Linked DNA regions of Strix aluco: region 2 is linked to region 1. A link is a contact called in public Hi-C data. All regions are on one chromosome and are shown on one strand. Each heading gives the region's core, a stretch centred on a gene start, on an enhancer-like site or on the middle of the called end of the contact. The rest is flanking DNA. Distances are from core to core; before and after follow the strand shown. Region 1 holds the start of SCAF11 (SR-related CTD associated factor 11). Region 2 holds the start of ARID2 (AT-rich interaction domain 2).

Region 1 (3,597 bases), core at 307-2,806:
CCATTCATAAGTCTGTGCTTTCCAACCTATGGCTATAGTCTTGCTTCTTATTACATTTCTCTGCAGCCTGCTAATGAATCCAGTCTTTTCCTTTCTTCCTGACTCTTCTTACATGCTGTCCCCCCAGGCTCCTCTTACTTGATTCAAGTTCTTCTGAGTTAATCCTAAATTAATTCCATCAGTAATCACAGCAACTAATAAGGTATCATCATTCTTGACAGACTGACACTAACACATATTTTACTCCACACAGGCTGCAACAACTTCATTGTGGACACAAGGAGACACTCAACCAAGCCTGCATATTTGGGGTAGCTGGTTCCCCTTCCCTGTTGTTTGTTGGTACGGCAGGTGTGTCGCCCTGGGGGTTCAGCTGAGGTTTGGTGCTCCATGGCGTCCCCCAGCTCCCCACTGCCTCTGAGCCTGTGTGGAGGCGCTACGGCAGACTCACAGAGTCTGGTAGTGCCGTGATAGAGATGTACAAACACGACCGGCCTGCAACAGAGGCTGCTGCACTGAACAACTTTTCTATTGGCTATAATCAGGATGTATGACAAGATGACAAACCGCTTCAAAAAACCTGGTTGTATAAATACATAAGGATTAAATCTCACTACTTCTGTGAGGCCCACAAACACCAGCCAGCAACAATCACCACTGACACCAGTGGCGCCTGGAGGGACGCTTGCAGCAGCAGAGCTCCTCTCCCCGCGCAGCCGCGGGGCAGGCCCCACGCTGCCCCCGTGCCCCACGCAGCGCCGCGGCCGTGCTGGCGTTCACAGCAAACAGGCACGGACGGCAGCAGGCAGCCCGCTGGGGGCACGGAGCTGAAAGCCCCGCGCCTCCCTGCGAGCGCTCAGGGCAGCGGCAGCGACGGCTCCCAGGGCCCGGCCCGCCCCGGCCTCTCGCCCCACCGCCGCCACCGCCGCCATCGGCCCGGCGGAGGACAGCAGCCCCAGGCTGGGCCGAACCGGCTCGTCAGCCCCCACCGCCTTCTCAAACGGGTCGCAGTCCTCTAGTCTCAGGGCTCCGTCCAAAGCTCCCTTTTGCCCAATTTTATTAAAATAATAATTTTTAAAAAAATTGCACTCGAGGTGCCCCGCGTCGCGGTCAGATGACGTGTCCGCCCGCGCGCCCCGCCCATGCCGCCGCGCCGCCACCAGGGGGCGCGCCCGCCCCGCAACGTGCGGCCCCGCCCCGCCCCCCCCCGCCCCGGCCCTGCGCGCCCGCCCCCCCTCCCATTGGCTCCTCGCCTGCCGGCGGCGGCGGCGGGTCACGTGCCCGCCCCTTCCCGCCTCCCTTCGCCCTCTCGCGACTCCCCCGCCCCTCCTCCCCTTCAAGACGGCGCTGGAGGACCTATCCCACAATGCTCTCGCCGGCGGCGCGGGACGGTTTGGAGGCGTCTCGCTGGCGGCCTGCGCCGCCCGCCGCCACGCCGCAGCCCTCCCACCGCCCTCCCTCCGGCCCCCCCCGCGGCGGAAGGCGGCGGAGCAGCGCCCCCCCGCGGTCCCCGCCGGCGCTGCGCATTCCCGGCCGCGCGTGGACATGTGGCCCGGCGGCCGCTGAGCGGGGCCCCGCCGAGCCCAGCCCGCCCTCCCGCCGCGCCTCCTGCCCGGGCGGACGCTCCTCGGCCGCAGCGGGGCGGCGGGCGCCGCTCCCGGAAGTCCCGAGGCGGCGGTGGCGGAGGAGGCGCGGGGAAGCGGAGGCTCCGTTTCATGCAGGCGGCCGCGGAGCAGTGACCGCGCGAGGGGACGCCGCGGCGCCAGGTGAACAGCGGCGCTCGGGGCCGGGGGCGGCGGGGGGCAGGCGCTTCCCTCGGGAGTTTCCGTGTGGGGCGGGAAAGTGTTCGGGGCCGTTTCCCCACGCGGGCCGGGGCAGGGCGCCGGCGGGAGGGACGGAGAGGGGGGGCGAGGCGGGCGGTGCTGCCGTCCCGCTCTGGCCGGGGCCTTCGCCTCCGCTCGGAGCCCGCCGGGCTCGGGTGCTCCCTCCCTTCCTCCCTCCCTCCTTCCCTCCCTCCGCTTCGCCGGGCTGAGGGCGGGGTTTGCTGCCGGCTCCGGCCGCGGGTTTTCCCCCGCTCCCCTCCCCTCCCCTCCTCTCGCCGCCCGTGTCGTGGCGCCGGCCGGGAGCCTGGCCCGCCCCGGTGCTGGCGCTCGGCCGCCGTGACAGGCCGCTGCCGGGGCAGAGGGGGGCTCTCGGCCGCCCGCCTCGTCTCCCGGGGCGAGACGGGAAACAAAGCGGGGCGGCTGGGGCGATCCGCCGTTCCCAGGAGACCGCCGGCCCCCTCCGAGCCGAAAGCTTTTGTGAAGGCGCAACGGGTGGAGCAGCAGCCCTGCCCGGTGATCCGTGAGTGGGCTTAGCGCGGGGACCTCCCCGCCGTGGCGCGGGGCGGAACAAAGATCTCGGGCCGGGGAGGCACCGCCGTCCCTCTTCTTCCCGGGAGCGGCAGGCGCTGACCCGGCCGCCCGGAGTTGTAAATGCCGGCAGCGTTCGCTGGAAGAGCGTCTTGGAGCGGCAGGAGTTACTGGAAGACTTTGCAGTTGTGGGGAAGTTGCACGGAGAGGTTCAACTTAAAGCCCAGCTCTGCTTTTGTGCTGTTGTGGAATCGCGGCTGGCTTAAATATCGGTAAAGTTGCACAGAGTAACACTGGAACCTGGAAGCGGTACAGTTATCAAGCCAGTGAGAGACTCACCAGTTCTTCTTGTGTTTTACAGTACATTGTGTCCTATTTTTTTTTTCCTGCTTGTGAGTATTAAAAATAGCATGAGCCCCAAATGTAACTCCTCTTTGACAACCTGTCTCCACGTTTATAACTTCAAAACAATTTTGGTAGAATTAAAATTGGTCCCCTTCCTCTCACAATGTTTTTATTTTAGACTATAGCAATTAATTTAAAGTTTTTAGGAAGAATGAGATAGCAGAGAGAGAGGCCAGGTAGTTAGTATCTGTTTAGTATCAGTAACTAGGTACTGTTGGCAAAGAATCATTTATTTAAAAAGTCGAGAGATAGTTAAGGCTGTTCACATCTAAGTAATAAAGATTGGGATGCCCCTGATTATTTTAAGATTGTAATTTTATAGCTTTTTAGGGCTTTGGTAACCTTAAAGGGAGATGTAGCTAACTTGGTGTCTGATGTTATGTTTGTATATCACTAATGTATGGGGGGGTTAATTTTCTTTCAGTGGATCACAGTTTTAAGTGAAGTGTAATCTGTCTTGGAGTTTTACTATGTGGGTATTCAGACTCTCTTACACGTGGAAGAAGAAGAATGGGGGAAGTCTTTAGTCATTTTGTTGTGGTTTCTTTTGATTTTAGCAGAAATAAATAGTAGGTTTCTGAAATGACAAAAATTTGCTATTATTTGGTCGATTATACATGGTAATCCATGTCTCTTCTGTTTTAACTGGAAAGCTGCATTTAGAGATTCACAAGATTTAAAAAAATGGATAGCATCCTCTTCAGTGGATAAAAAAGACTTGGAAATTATCCCAAGTACTTTTTCAAATGTTTCCTTTAGAATTTCTAGGAATATAATGTTTGTTGTTCTGTTTTCCTTAGATAAGATGAGAGATAGTTGGGGGAGGGAGGAGGCTATTTAG
Region 2 (3,597 bases), core at 401-2,900, 170 kb after region 1:
AATGCAGGGAAGTCGTGGCGGGGGCGCCCCCTGGCCTCCGGGGCGCGGGGGCGCCGTCCCGGGGGGTCCCCCCAAGACAGATCCACAGACACAGAGAGGCCTTTCTTTTGAGGCCTACATTTCTGTCCCTAGCCTTGAAGCCTAAAGATGGCTATTTGATTACACACCGTCTTGGGTGCCCCTTTTGTTATTTTTCTCCGGGAAGGGCTCGGAGGGCAGCGCCCGGCCCCCCCCCGGCTGCGAGGATCGTTTCCTAGCCCATGCTCCGTGCCGATTATCGATGTTAAACATGCCCGCTAATTTTGAGTTGCACTAAAACTGCACTCAGACTCTCTCCTCTCTGTCTCTCCCTCTGTGAGAGAGAGAGACATACAGAGAGCTGCCACCACAACCGAAAGAAACTGCCTCTCGCCGACCGGAGCTCTCTGCTCCCTCCTCGCCTTCGCCCGGGGAAGGGGGACAGGGGCGAGGGGCTCCGGCGGAGGCGGGGGAGGCACCAGCGGGGTGTGCGCCGTACCCCCGGATCCCCCTTCATCGCTCCACCGACAAGGCCAAGCCACCAACCTGCCTATCTGCTCGCTTCCTTCTTCCACCCCCCACCTTCTCTAACCGGCTTTAAATAGGACGGTTCCCGGCCACCCCGGCTCCCCCCGCCGCCCCCGGGGGTCAGAGGAGACTTTTGGGAAGAGGTTAGTGGGAGGGAAACCCAAATTAAAACTTCCACTCACCTTCCCAAATCCGCCTAAAGTGGTGACTCTGGTGTAGAGAGCGTGAAGATCCAGCTCCTTCCCACCCACCACGGGGATCTTCTTAAAAGGAGACCTGCCAAAGGAGATACACACAAAACACCACAACTTGTCAGCTCTGCCCCCTTTTCTCCCCTCGCTGGGGCTGCCGTGTCCTTCAGGGAAGGGGCTGGAAGTTGGATCTGGTCGGTTTAAAAGCCTCCCCCCCTCCCGTTCCATCTCCCCATTTTCCTCACCCTCTGCTGTGGTGAAACTGCCGCAGCTCGTCCAGGAAAGCGAGTCCCTTTCTCCGCTGGTCTGCGTGGTTTTTACCCGTCGAATTTGCCATTTTTGTATTAAAAAAGGTTCTCGTAAAAAAAAAAAAAATTCCAATAAAAAAAAAAAAAAAAACGGCCGACAACAACAACAACAATCCCCGGCTCCTCCTTGTCTTTAAGAGACCCAGGTGCCCGTGCTCGGCCGGGGATCAGCCATGGAGAGGGGCTTGTTTAAAAAAAAGTTTAAAAGGAATAAGGGAGCCCCAGAGAGTGTGGTAATTGCGAGTCCTGTCTCCACACAACACACAGGCAAAGAGACAGGGAGGGAGAGGGGCACCTCTCAGTAATTCCTCCTCCCGCTGCTGCTGCCTCTCTCAGCACCACAAACCCAACCGATCCAGCCTGCACATGAGACTCAACATGGTGCTGCTGGATCACACAATGAATTGGGTTACTGTTGTGGTGGGGTGGGGGGGGAGCCGGAGTGAGGTATTGACAGTGTGTGTGTGTTACAGCCGCGGCTCCATGCGATCTCCCTCTCCCTCGCTCGCTCGCTCCCTCGCTCGCTCTCTCACACACACACACTGTACAGCTACGGCAGCAGCGGCGGCGGCGGCGGTGGCGGCGGCAGCGGGATTCACTTCTCTTCTCTCTCAGACAAAAAGATCTGAGGCCGCCGTGCTTCTGCCTGGACGAGAGCGCAACACAGCGGACCCCGGAGGCCGGTCCCGGTACTGCAGAAGGCAGCTCTAAAGGCAAAAGCCAGCACAGCCCCAGCAAGCAGTTCCTGGCGGGGAACAATAGGCTCCTCTCGCCGCTAAGGGCTCATCTGCAATGTGCCGCAAACTTCACACAAAGCCGGGCGGAAAGAGGCGAGGGAGAAGGAGAAGAGGGGAGGAAAAAAACGGCTACTACCGGTTGTTCCGGGGCTAGGGGCCGGGGAAAGGGCCCTCCCTTGCCAGGCTCGCACCGATCGGCCTCTCTCCGCTGGCTGGCGGCGGGAGGGGGGGGGGGGGGGGGGCGGCAGGAAAGGTGGATTTGGAAAGCGGGGCCGAATTTTTTAATTGGAGTAAACCCAACGCCCTGAGTTCAAGGGGAGAGAAAACAACAACTGAAGGGGGCACTGGTGGATTTGGACTTTTGAAAAACTTTCCGAGTCTCCCGGCCTGAGGTGTTTCCAAGGGCAGGAAGTCGCCCCGGATGGCACGGCGGGGGCGGGAGGGGCTGCTCGCTGAGCCGGGGGGGGCAGCAGGAACCCCTCATTTCGAGGCGTGAGGTATTTAAAACTCAGCAAAGGAGAATGCCGAGCGCTTTACCAAGCAGGGGCTGCCCTGGAGAGGTTTGCTAGCAGGGGCCTGAGCTCTGGCTCACTCCATATTTTTTTTTTTCTTCTTGGAGATACTACGGCCTGTAATCAAAAGTGCTTTAGGACTGCCGAACTCAATCTTAGCCGCCTATATATTTCTGTATATTGATGAATGGTACATACAGCATAAAATAACTTAAGGAGGAAGGTCTTGGCCCTCACCCTGAGTGGGCAGTAGCCAACAGTGGCACTGCAGGCCACTCTCCCCTCTGCCTATGGCGTGTACAGTGTTTGTAAACACTTGTCTTCTGTTTCCCACACGGGAGCCCCGGAGAAGACCAGCACCCTGACCACAATGGAGCCTGGTGCCGCTTGGGCTAAACAGGAGCAAGAATGAGCCCATGCAGTGAACGGCACCTTCTGTTGAGCCTCTGCTCCTCAGGTAAAGCAAGCAGCGACCCGGGTGGGCATTTGTCCTTCCCTGGCAAGCAAACAGCCTCAGGTGAGCGCAGCTTGCTCCAGCTTAAGAGGCTCTGGAGGAACATTTGCCCCTTGCAACTGATACGTTGAAATCCAAGGCCAAATTGGGCCTTTAGGTTTTTTTCTAAGCAGAATTCATTAAAGTCAGTAAGGAGCTGTGTTTTAAAATCAATGGCACATTATGACCCCAAGTGAGCACTTAAAGAAGGAAAACTATAATTCCTTTCTACTCCATGTACTAACTTACCTCAAACCATTTTTTTTTTCCAAGTAAGATTTTTTTCCTTTTGACTTGAGTGCTGTTTCAGCTTGAATATAGCTATAGAGACAGAGATACAGTAAGATGCTTGGTAAGATTTGCCCTGGGCTCACACTTCTGGGGCAGGGGGAGGGGGAAAAGAAATCCCTCAGTTTCAGATTAATACTCTGTACTGAAAGTCGCCCTGTATGGATGGCGTGGTGGTGTGTGGATTTCAGTGTAAGAAATACATAGCGTCTTACTCACTGTAGCATTGAGTCCCCCCCCTCCCCCTAAAATTAGACCTGCAGCAGATACCTGTCTGCAGCTCCTGTCTGTGACACTCTTGAGTTTCTGCTATTTCAGCAACAGTACGCATAAAACTCCCCAAGCCAGGATAATACGAATGAGAGCGGTTTAAAACAAGCGATTGAGGGGCTAAATCGCTCTTTCAGACATACACAGCTAAACCTGCCTTCACAGGAGGGCGGTGGTTTTTAATCATGCCTTAAAATTCCTTAAAAGCAGGGGGTCTCCCCTCCGCGAGGGGCGGTCGGCAGAGGTGAGTCA

Evidence for each region. Hi-C and Micro-C count contacts between places; a contact is called where the count stands out from the background.
Region 2: a contact with region 1 is called in a Hi-C map of brain, with 6 times the contacts expected there. The contact joins the promoter of ARID2 here to the promoter of SCAF11 in region 1. A contact is called at or near these places in 2 of 2 Hi-C or Micro-C datasets (brain and heart).

Annotation. Positions count from the first base shown.
Region 1 is chr5:54,180,967-54,184,563 of bStrAlu1.hap1, forward strand. It overlaps SCAF11 (SR-related CTD associated factor 11), which reads left to right and starts at 1,557. Exons shown (of 15, transcript XM_074827393.1): 1 at 1,557-1,766.
Region 2 is chr5:54,349,334-54,352,930 of bStrAlu1.hap1, forward strand. It overlaps ARID2 (AT-rich interaction domain 2), which reads right to left and starts at 1,651. Exons shown (of 21, transcript XM_074827398.1): 1 at 983-1,651; 2 at 729-822. The coding sequence starts at 1,074.